Regions from separate parts of the Mus musculus genome. Here region 2 is linked to region 1. The links are chromatin contacts, called in public Hi-C maps. All regions are on one chromosome and are shown on one strand. Each heading gives the region's core, a stretch centred on a gene start, on an enhancer-like site or on the middle of the called end of the contact. The rest is flanking DNA. Distances are from core to core; before and after follow the strand shown. Region 1 has its middle 21 kb from the start of Gm40747. Region 2 has its middle 73 kb from the start of Gm46240.

Region 1 (5,142 bases), core at 382-2,881:
TTTTTTAGATTAAAGGATGATGACAAAGAGATATATTTCTACTAAATTATTCCAGCATTCTATAAACATGGTGAGGATACAAATATGCCTACAGTTTTCTATTATTATGGGTTGACACCCCAAATCTGAAACTAAAAATTAATATCCATTTTCTCTGCCACCAGCTTACCACTGGAAGAATTCCAGAGCCATTGCTCACCTGAAAAGATAAGTGACTAGCTGTAATCTCAATCGTATATACATGATTTATAAGGATAGTACTTTCCACAGGGTTTAGTGTTATCCTTTATCATTCAAGGTCTAGATTTTACAATAGTAGGGAGCAATAAAACAAATTAGTGTAGGCTCCTGAGAGAGAAAAGTCACCAATGGACTTTAGTAGCAGACCCTGCAGGCCCAATACCAACCTTCCAGGCAAAATGTCTACTGGTACAAGAGTGGATTGGCTATTATGGGGGTAACCGTCCCTTTCTGATTGGATTTGCTCCACAGCAAGGGACATATGCCTAGTATTGTAAACCTGGCTAAACTCCATAGCTCTGAGGGGGTTGGTTCATAAACCTTAGGGAAATTGAGTACTGTTTCTAAATGGCCCTGTCAAACTGCCTTCTAACTATTTATGTTTGTACCCACAAATCTGCGTGCTTCTTTCAGCCTTGGTCAGAGAAACCTCTATCAGCACTGGGCCGCCATCAATACAGATTCATAACTGGTCAAAATGCTGAGACTAAATAACCGGTGCATTCTCAGCCTTAAATGGGACCATTGTCTGAGTCACCTCCCTCTCAGGGAACATTGAGAAAGAGTTGGGGATGGGAAGAATGCACAGGCTGAGGGATGATGGGGAAAACAAGTGTGAAATGCAATATTCTGGATATGACATGGCCATTGCATTCCCGAATTCCAAAGCAGCTATGATTATCGGCAAAACCTATACAAGTTCAAGCTGCTCAGCATTCTAGTATGGGTAGGTGAGGGGCTCATGAGACCATGACCCTGGCTGAGGAGTTATTAGCAGCTGATAGCTGTTTGAGAGGGGAGAATCATTTTTAAAGGGGTGTGGCTGCTGGTAGACTTCCCATACTCTGGCAGATACACTACACCCGCATGCATTCTAATTAGAGATATAGAAAAGAGCTTTATGAAATCAAGACCTACCTTGGAAACCATAAGAAAGAATGCAGGAGAGTTTCCTTGAGGAAAATGCATTTTCTTTCTTAACTTTTTGCCAGTAGAATTATTTCCAGAAGTAGAGTTACATCTAAGACTCAATTACTTGCATTTTAGCTCAGACCCCATCTTCTCTCCTGACCTGGTTGAATCGAGAGTAGACAGCTGGCTCCTTCTTAATTCCCTCAGTCTTAATGCCTGAGACAGCAGAACAGTAAGGGTGTTGGAACAAGGTGATGTTCCTGATCAAGGGCTCTGACCACAGCATTCCAAATGCTCAGCAGAGACTGGGAACAATCCACAGGAACAGGGATGTTGAAAAACAAAAAGGATGCAGGGGGCGGAGGAAGAGGAGAAGGAGCAGGAAGATGATGACATAAACACAGGCCTACAAAGAAGGAGGCAAGCAGAAATCACAGCAGACATAATTTGACTAAGCTGTTTCCGGTGGGTTCCAATTCCTTGTTCTGGCTGTTCCTGTTGCGTTAGATGTATTTCATCACAATCGCACTTCATTTCTGTCAATGTACACTGCAAATAACTGAGCTTAGTTGGAAACAGATCACACTCGGAGGCTGAAATATCCAAGGTTTTATTTTCTTGGATTAAAGACTTTCCAAGGGAGCAGTCCAGGGTAAGAGTCACTCATTCAGGGCCACCCAGGATGACTTCCACTTAGATCGTATGTGACCTCTGTTGGCAAAGCCATTTCAACTGGCAAAGAGACTCCTTACATACAAGTACTTCAAGCATCAGGGGAAAAGAGCAACTAGAAGCTTCAACCCTCTTGTTTTCTACTTCCATTATCTCTGTTTACCTCTCTGAGTAGCTGGGTACGCATATGGCTCTACCAACCTGCAAAGGAGTCTTCGACATGCAATCTTCCAGCCCCATCATGTTCAGTGTTCTGTTACTGAGGAAGATAGGAAGAATGGTCACTGGAATGTAGCAGACTCTATATGTGCTAGTGTTGATTTCAAAATGGGCTGAATTGAGAACTGTATCTTAATAAAGCATATTTCTAACCATGATGCTGAAGACATTTGCAGAAGCAGCTAATTGAAGGTGGGGGGAAATGTCCAAAAGATTTGGGGCATGTTCTTGGGGAGTAACTTCTGTCCTAGGAACCCCCTCTGTCCCCTTTTCCTCTATTTCCTGGATACCACAAGGTTGACAACTTTCTGTTCCATATCCTTTTGTGGTGATGTTCCCATCTGGGCCTCATGATGCCCCAGAAACAAAGGAACCAACTATCTAGTCTAAAACCTCTGAACCTGTGAGTGGAAGTAAACCTATCTTCTTTGTAACATGTTTCTCTTGGGTGTTCTATCACAGTGACAACAAAAACAAAACAACAAAGCTAGTATGCTTTTTTTTTTCCAGCTATGGACACAGACCTATATGCACATGGTACAGAATCCATGCACTGACTTTGTATAACTCAAAGCCCAGAGTATGTGGAACCAAAAGATTGGTAATTAGTTCCATCAGACCAGATAAGTGGTGTTAGTACAAAGAGTAAGGAAACTGAAAAAAAAAAAAAAAAGGAACTTTCTGCTTGTGTAGTGCGTGGGTGAAAGGAGAGAAAAATCAGCAGTCAGAATTCCCCAACCACAATCCAATTCTGCAAGGTGGAAATGGCACATCCATGTCACATCAGGGTTATGGCAAAGGGAGGTTTATGGATGATGCCTTTGGCAACCCAAGGTTCCAGGCATCATGATAGATTGGCTTGTTCATCATCCTGTCCAATGGCCCCTGACACTGATTCTGCAGGAGGCCTGTTGCTGCATCTTGCACAACCACCCCTTAGAAACCAGGGTTTCTTTTCTAGGAGTTGGCCAGCTTTAGAAACCCACTCTGCTTTGGGATTAAGGGTCTGGAAGCTACCTTCAGTATCATTCTTGTTGCTAGCTAAATTAGGACAGACTCGGGGTTCCTTTGGCTGCACAGTTCTTTCTGAAATTAGTCAAATGTGCCATTGGCAACCTCCTTTGATGTCTTTACCATCAAGTACCTTTGAGCCTAAGGCTTTGTCCCACCCTCCAACCTCTGTATCACATCCATTCCTAAGTCCTGGGGGAAAAGGGTACTTACTCTAACACCAACTAGGGCCTCAAACTAGAAGACAGAAATCAGACTCCTAACATACTAATGATCCACCACCTTGTTTTGGCCATATTTTCCTTGGGATAATATATTCTGAGCTGCTGTAATAAGAGCAATTAGGTTTAACTCAACCAGATGTAAAAATACTGGACTTTACTACCCTTGACTCAGCCAACTGGGTGCATCAACCACACTCCAGGGCAGACCTGGTACTTAGGAGTAGATGGCCAACACAAAGCAGACCTTCATGTTTATTGGTGGCTTTTCTCTTTTGTGTTTTTTAAAGAGAGAGAAAGACATGAAGTTAGGTGGGTAGGGATGGGGCAAATCCGAGGAAGAATTGGGAAACAGGAATGAATGAGTTAAAAATATATTGCATGAAATTCTCAAAGAATAACTAAGTAAATAAAAACCCAAACCAATATTGGACTTTAAAGACATACATCGCATACTTTAGGCAGAATGCAGCCAAATGAGCAGAACCATTTTCTTCTTGTCTCTGGTGAATTGGGTAATTCTAATCTGAAGTCATCTTTTGCTTAGAAGGCAGGCAGCACACTCAAACAGCTGGAATGTTGCCAGTTATCAATCCTATAACAAGATGTCGCCTTTCAAGAAAAGTGGGAATTAAGAAGCTCTTTTTGCAATTCTGTCCAATGAGCTTCGTTTTCCCATTTTCCTGAAGGTTGTACAACCCATCTATTGCTTCATCGATTATTAAACTGCCACCAACCCTTACTGCGTTCAGTCATCCAAAAAGAGGGTGCACAATTTTTCTCCTTTACCAGCCAGATTGTCACAGAGTATTCAGCAGATCTGTATTGTGGAGACTGAAAATGGAGTCTTAGTACCCTGAGAGTGAGATGCCTGCTTTCTTACCTGTAGAAGGAGGCCACGCCCACCCCAGATCTCAGCAAGTTCATTCTAATTCAATGACTGGGTGTGGATAGGCCTGTCTGCCTCAGTGGCCTGATGCTACATGTGTCTATGGAGCACTTGAACCTGACTTGTCTGAACTGAAATGTGAGAGAGGTGTGACATGTACATCACACTTTAAAGATTTACAAAAAAAAAAAAATGCAAAATGACTATTCGACTTACACTATAATCCACGAATATATCTGATCAGATTTTATGATTGACATTTTGCCTTCTCGGGCTTTTGAGGACTCTCAATGAAACACTATGGTTTACTATTTATGACAGAGAAATACAGAACAAAGCTTTATACCTGACTTTTAAGACATCCTTTATTAAATTTAAATAACTAACATTTTTCTTACTATCCAAGGATTATCCCAGTGTTATTCTTTTCTTCTCTTCTCTTCTCTTCTCTTCTCTTCTCTTCTCTTCTCTTCTCTTCTCTTCTCTTCTCTTCTCTTCTCTTCTCTTCCCTTCCCTTCCCTTCCCTTCCCTTCCCTTCCCTTCCCTTCCCTTCCCTTCCCTTCCCTTCTCTTCTCTTTTCTTTTCTTTTCTTTTCTTTTCTTTATGGTTTTAGAGCTTTATTGTAGAAAGGCAGGAAGAAAGAAAGTAGAAAGAGAGAGGCCAGCCATGGCCACCTGGAGAGAGGGAGAAAGGGAGAGATAGAAGGGCTAGAGATGAGAGTAAGAAACGTGAGAGCTTAGAGAGCTCTTTTTTTTTTAAAAGAAATTTATTTATTTATTTATTTATTTATTTAATGCCTATGAATACACTGTTGCTATCTTCAGACACACCAGAAGAGGGCATTAGATCCCATTGCAGATGGTTGTAAGCCACCATGTGGTTGCTGAGAATTGAACGCAGGACCTCTGGAAGAGCAGTCAGTGCTCTTACCCACTGAGCCATCTCTCCACACCCCATTATTCTCTTCTTAACTGTCTT
Region 2 (4,949 bases), core at 754-3,253, 550 kb before region 1:
GCCTGAGTCTCAGCCACACAGAAACTCGCAACTTCTGAGGGCTTAGCACTCACTCGGTACAGTCCTCTCTTCCGAAAGTGGAGCTCCGTTTTTTTTTTCCAGGATCTTCCTCAGAGCTCCTAAGGCACTGGCCGCAGGCACATGAATGTCACTCTTTCTGGAGCTTTGGAACTCTCCATGGGTGGGTCCCTTCATGAAGCGTCTGGTTCCTCACCAGCTTCCTAATGAGATTCCTGCTCTCAGCTCCATACTATGCCTCCAGTCCTGAGAATCTTCACTATTTTCTGGCATGATCACACCTGATGTCCCCAGGGACTTCTTCAGTCCTCCCTCACCCAGTCAACAGATTCCCCTATTACAATGCTTAATGAAGTTTCTTTTGTTGGATGAAGCTCAATGGATATAAGAATTTGGTTTATTCATTTGACTCTTGTTTCTTGCCAGCATTTAAAGATTACGGTCTGAAAGTGTGGACACTTTGCCCCTTCTTAGAAATGGGAACAAAACACCCATGGAAGGAGTTAGAGAGACAAAATTTGGAGCTGTGACGAAAGGATGGACCATCTAGTGATTGCCATATGCAGGGATCCATCCCATAATCAGCTTCCAAACGCTGACACCATTGCATACACTAGCAAGATTTTGCTGAAAGGATCCAGATATAGCTGTCTCTTGTGAGTCTATGCCGGGGCCTAGCAAACACAGAAGTGGATGCCCACAGTCAGCTATTGGATGGGTCACACGGCCCCCAATGGAGGAGCTAGAGAAATTACCCAAGGAGCTAAAGGGAACTGCAACCCTATAGGTGGAACAACAATATGAACTAACCAGTACCCCTGAGCTCTTGTCTTTAGCTGCATATGTATCAAAAGATGGCCTAGTCGGCCATCACTGCAAAGAGAGGCCCATTGGACTTGTAAACTTTATATGCCCCAGTACAGGGGAACCCCAGGGCCAAAAAGGGGGAGTGGGTGGGTAGGGGATTGGGGGGGTGGGTATGGGGGACTTTTGGGATAGCATTGAAAATGTAAACGAGGAAAATACCTAATTAAAAAAAAAAAAGATTACGGTCTGTTCTCCGATGCCACTTCCTTGCTAACCTACATAACAGGAGAAAATGTAGGACCCAAATCTCTCTCAATAGTTTTCATCCATTTGAAAATGGACAAGAATTCCCTTCTCTAACATAAGAACTGGAGCTATTACTAAGTCAGCGATGACATAGAAAATCCCAAGAAGACTACAGGTGAGTTCTGTTTAGGTACTCTGAGTATATAACATGCTCAGCACGTGTTTTAGGGGTTCTGGGAACATGCCAAAGAATTAATTGGAGTTCCTTTAAAAAACGAAACAAAACAAAACTATTAGTTTATTAAATGGCTGACCTATTTCTTGCCACTTTTAATCTCATTTTTTCTTTCTGATTAAATGTAACTATATTAAGATAGACAATGGACATCCACCTTCCTATTTTCATAGTAGCCAGTGTTTTATCAAGGACAGGATTTCAAAGAGTGGCTATTGACAAGAAAAGATACTGAATACTTAGACAGCTTTCAACACTGAGAAGGCAATTAAAGAAAACCGTGATTTTAGTCTTTAAGACCACAAAAATAAACTTAAAACAACAGCTAACAATAAACCTCCCGTGATAAGCTTTCAAATTCTCAGACAGTGACTCTAAACGGAGGCTGGTCCCCAGAGCAACTTCTTGGAGACCTGGGTCTCGTTCTTGGAGCCTGCCAGGGGTTGAATTTGGGTATGTAAACATCCTGAAAGCTCTCTGAATTTTCAATATATTTACAGTCTTCCTTTGAAACCACTGCTCTGGTTCTAAATGTTTCAATCATTGTGTGATCTTGTGTTCTTAATACCAATCCAACTTTCTCCCCTGTGCTTGTTTTTCTGCTTCGTGTGTCTCAATATCAAAATATTCTTACCCCATGAGTCATTTTGGAAGCAAAGGTTTCAGGAAGTAAAAGCTCAAAAACCTCATGGCTGAAGTCATCCTCCTAAAATATATCCCTTATTCTCCATATGATGTACCGCGGCCTGTGCTTTCCTCTGGATGGTGATAATGGTAGCCTTCTGAAATCAACATGTTTGACCACGTACTTCTATTTTACAAATGCAGACTAAGTCAGGGATACCAAATGGCAATGTCATAATCCTTCTGTTCTCTGCCAACCCATTGCCTTATGGACTCAAATATGCTTCTCTTGAAACAGATGGCTCTCCCTACTCTCCAGGTTATTACATAAGGAGACGAGGGGCAGCTGATTGACTGTGCCTGATTTCCAGGGAGACCAGCACAAGCCACATGACAGGACCACAGGTGTACAGAGCGAGCTCGGCTTCAGAATTAGGCTTGCCTGAAATTCAACCTTGGCTCTGTGTCATGAGCACAGGACACCTTATTTGCCTTCTATCTTTCTTCTGTAGAATGATCAGAAGTATCATCTCCCTTACATGTTCATTAGAAATTATATATATACATGCACATATACTCTCTATATACACACAAATAAATATGTGTACATGTGTGTGTATATATATACATATAAGAACTTATATATATGTATATATATATATGTGTGTATATATATGTATATATATATATATATATATGAACTGAAAATACCCAATAGAAAATTTGCTTTCTTAGAATTTATATGTGAAAAACCAAGACTTTCCCAAACTCATTTCCACTGTTTTTCACAAAGCAAAATGGCTTCTCCCTCAAGCAGTTTTATTTATCTGATGTCTGATCACATCCTCTCAAGTGTTCCTTCCTTGACCTACAAGTGCAGCAGTAGAGGAAGTATGGGGGCTAGAGAATGGCTTGGTGATTCCCAGGGCTTACTGTTCATGCAGAGCACAGGAGCTGGGTTCCCCGCACCACGGTTATGAAGGTCACTAGTGCCCACTGGTTTGATGCTTTCTGGGAGTCTCAGGGGAGCCTGCACTCACGTGCACATACCTACACACAGACATACATACGCATGTAGTTAACACCAGAATAATAATAACTATGGAACTCAGGCCAGCTCGAGTTCCTGTCCCAGCTCCACCCTGTCCTCTCTGTGGATCCCGAGAGGGGCATTTCTTTGTATTTTAAGCATTTCTTCACGAATAAAATGATCTATAGAATCACAACACACTTGAAAAGAAAAAGACTGGTACAAGTTACAATCTCAAAGTTGACTTTCCCTTTCTTTTTTATCTGTAGCACTCTTCTTGTGGACATAGAGAGAGATGTGCACATACATACACACGCGCACGGTCAGTTCTGTCTGGCTCAGGCCATTCATCTCAGATAAATCCTCTTTCCCCAGGAAATCCAGCTTCAGTTTTCCCAGATTTCATACTGGCTCTGTGCAAGGCACCCTGGCCATTTTCTAATGAATACCTTGACCTCTTATTGCCATGAATGTTATTACAAGAGCTACCCATTGCTGAACATCAACAAATGTTAATTATCTCATGGACTTTCTTAGGGGCCAGGCAACCGGGAGCATCATGGTTGGGTTCACAGTCTCTCACAAGGTTTTATGAGGCAGTTGTCTGGGGCTGCTATCACCCTGAGTTTCTATTGAAGCTGGAAAACACAAAACAGTATCTGCTGTGGATCCCATTTCAGGAGCCAAGTCAATTGTCTGAAAGTACATTCGCAATTCCCATTGAATTGCTCCATGGTTATTTGCTTAGTGACTGGCATCAGTGTTCATTTCTAAAATATCTACACAAGCAATTGTTTACTACTAAAATCTTCAAGAGACAAATGTTAACAGATTGAAGATTTTTCCATTAAAACCCACTACAACAAGTGATGACTTAGATATGAGGAATCGTTTCTATCCGAGCTGAATGGCAATGTCATAGCAAATTACTTATGTGTATTTTAAATTGTTTTCATCTTTGAACCACTCTATGTGATATATATATATATATATATATATATGCATATATATATATATATATATAGAGAGAGAGAGAGAGAGCAGAGACAAAGAGAAACAGACAGACATATAGATATAGACATAGATATAGATATATAGATATATAGATATATTTACAAATTGGCAGATCTGGAACCAGGCTCAATGAAAGAAGTACTCTACATAATAGAGTCTTATAGGCAGGCAGCTAGAGCACTGGTTTGTAAATTCAGGCAGGACTTTGAACGCAATCACTTAATGTTCCTTGATGAAGAAATGACTATAGCATAGCTATGCCTTGTTTTTATGAAAAGTCTGTGCCAATTTCTGTTTGTTGTAAGTAGGCAATTCAGAAAATGAAGTAAACAAAAACATGCAGGAGTTTCACTAATACTAGGCTTTATAGTTGCTTTTGCAACTCCTGGGAGCTGGAGCTATTGTAAAAATTAAGTGTGATACACAAGCAAAAGCAATTATACATGCACGTGCACACACACACATGCAAGCAAGCATGGGCTTGAGCAGGAGTCTATCTCTGGTGTTCAGTGATTCTCTGCTGAGAAAGGGTTAATCTTAGCCTCCTTATAAAGCTCCTTATAAATAATGGTTGTGTTTACACAACCTGGAAGTACTGAATTTTTCCCTGAATGAGTCGTTGTTTGGGCACAACGTAAACAGAGCCTGTGTTAGGAAGTGGGTGTCTTTGTCTGGCGAAGCTCTGAGCGCTCTAGCAGCTGCTTGCTTTCACTCCAGAGGTGTTCGTGTTTGCGTTTTACTGACAGATGGAGTCATTTCCAAATTGTCTTCAATCAATCCACAGCAGACAAGTGGTGGAGAATCATCTCTTAAGGGGAAGGGGGGAAGAACACAAGCAAGCCATTGTGTCGTATTTAAATTAAAAAAAAAAAAAAAGTTTAAGATTTTAGCATCTGTTACTAACTGATGACCACAAAAGTCACTGCAGGGCTCTGAGACTAGGTGCAGTGTTCATGTTTAAAGCTGCTTTTTAAA

Evidence for each region. A called contact is a pair of places that touch in the nucleus more often than the background predicts.
Region 2: a contact with region 1 is called in a Hi-C map of bone marrow-derived macrophages, with 12 read pairs. The contact joins two enhancer-like sites.

Annotation. Positions count from the first base shown.
Region 1 is chr10:96,276,895-96,282,036 of GRCm38.p6, reverse strand. No RefSeq gene overlaps it. Among named protein-coding and RNA genes, the nearest start is that of Gm40747, 21 kb to the right of the region's middle. Within about 2 kb of position 1,631, at least 13 of the 459 cell types and tissues checked have an H3K27ac peak or open chromatin away from gene starts, as enhancers often do. A contact at or near this core is called in bone marrow-derived macrophages, where this site is marked.
Region 2 is chr10:96,826,100-96,831,048 of GRCm38.p6, reverse strand. No RefSeq gene overlaps it. Among named protein-coding and RNA genes, the nearest start is that of Gm46240, 73 kb to the left of the region's middle. Within about 2 kb of position 2,003, at least 41 of the 459 cell types and tissues checked have an H3K27ac peak or open chromatin away from gene starts, as enhancers often do. A contact at or near this core is called in bone marrow-derived macrophages, where this site is marked.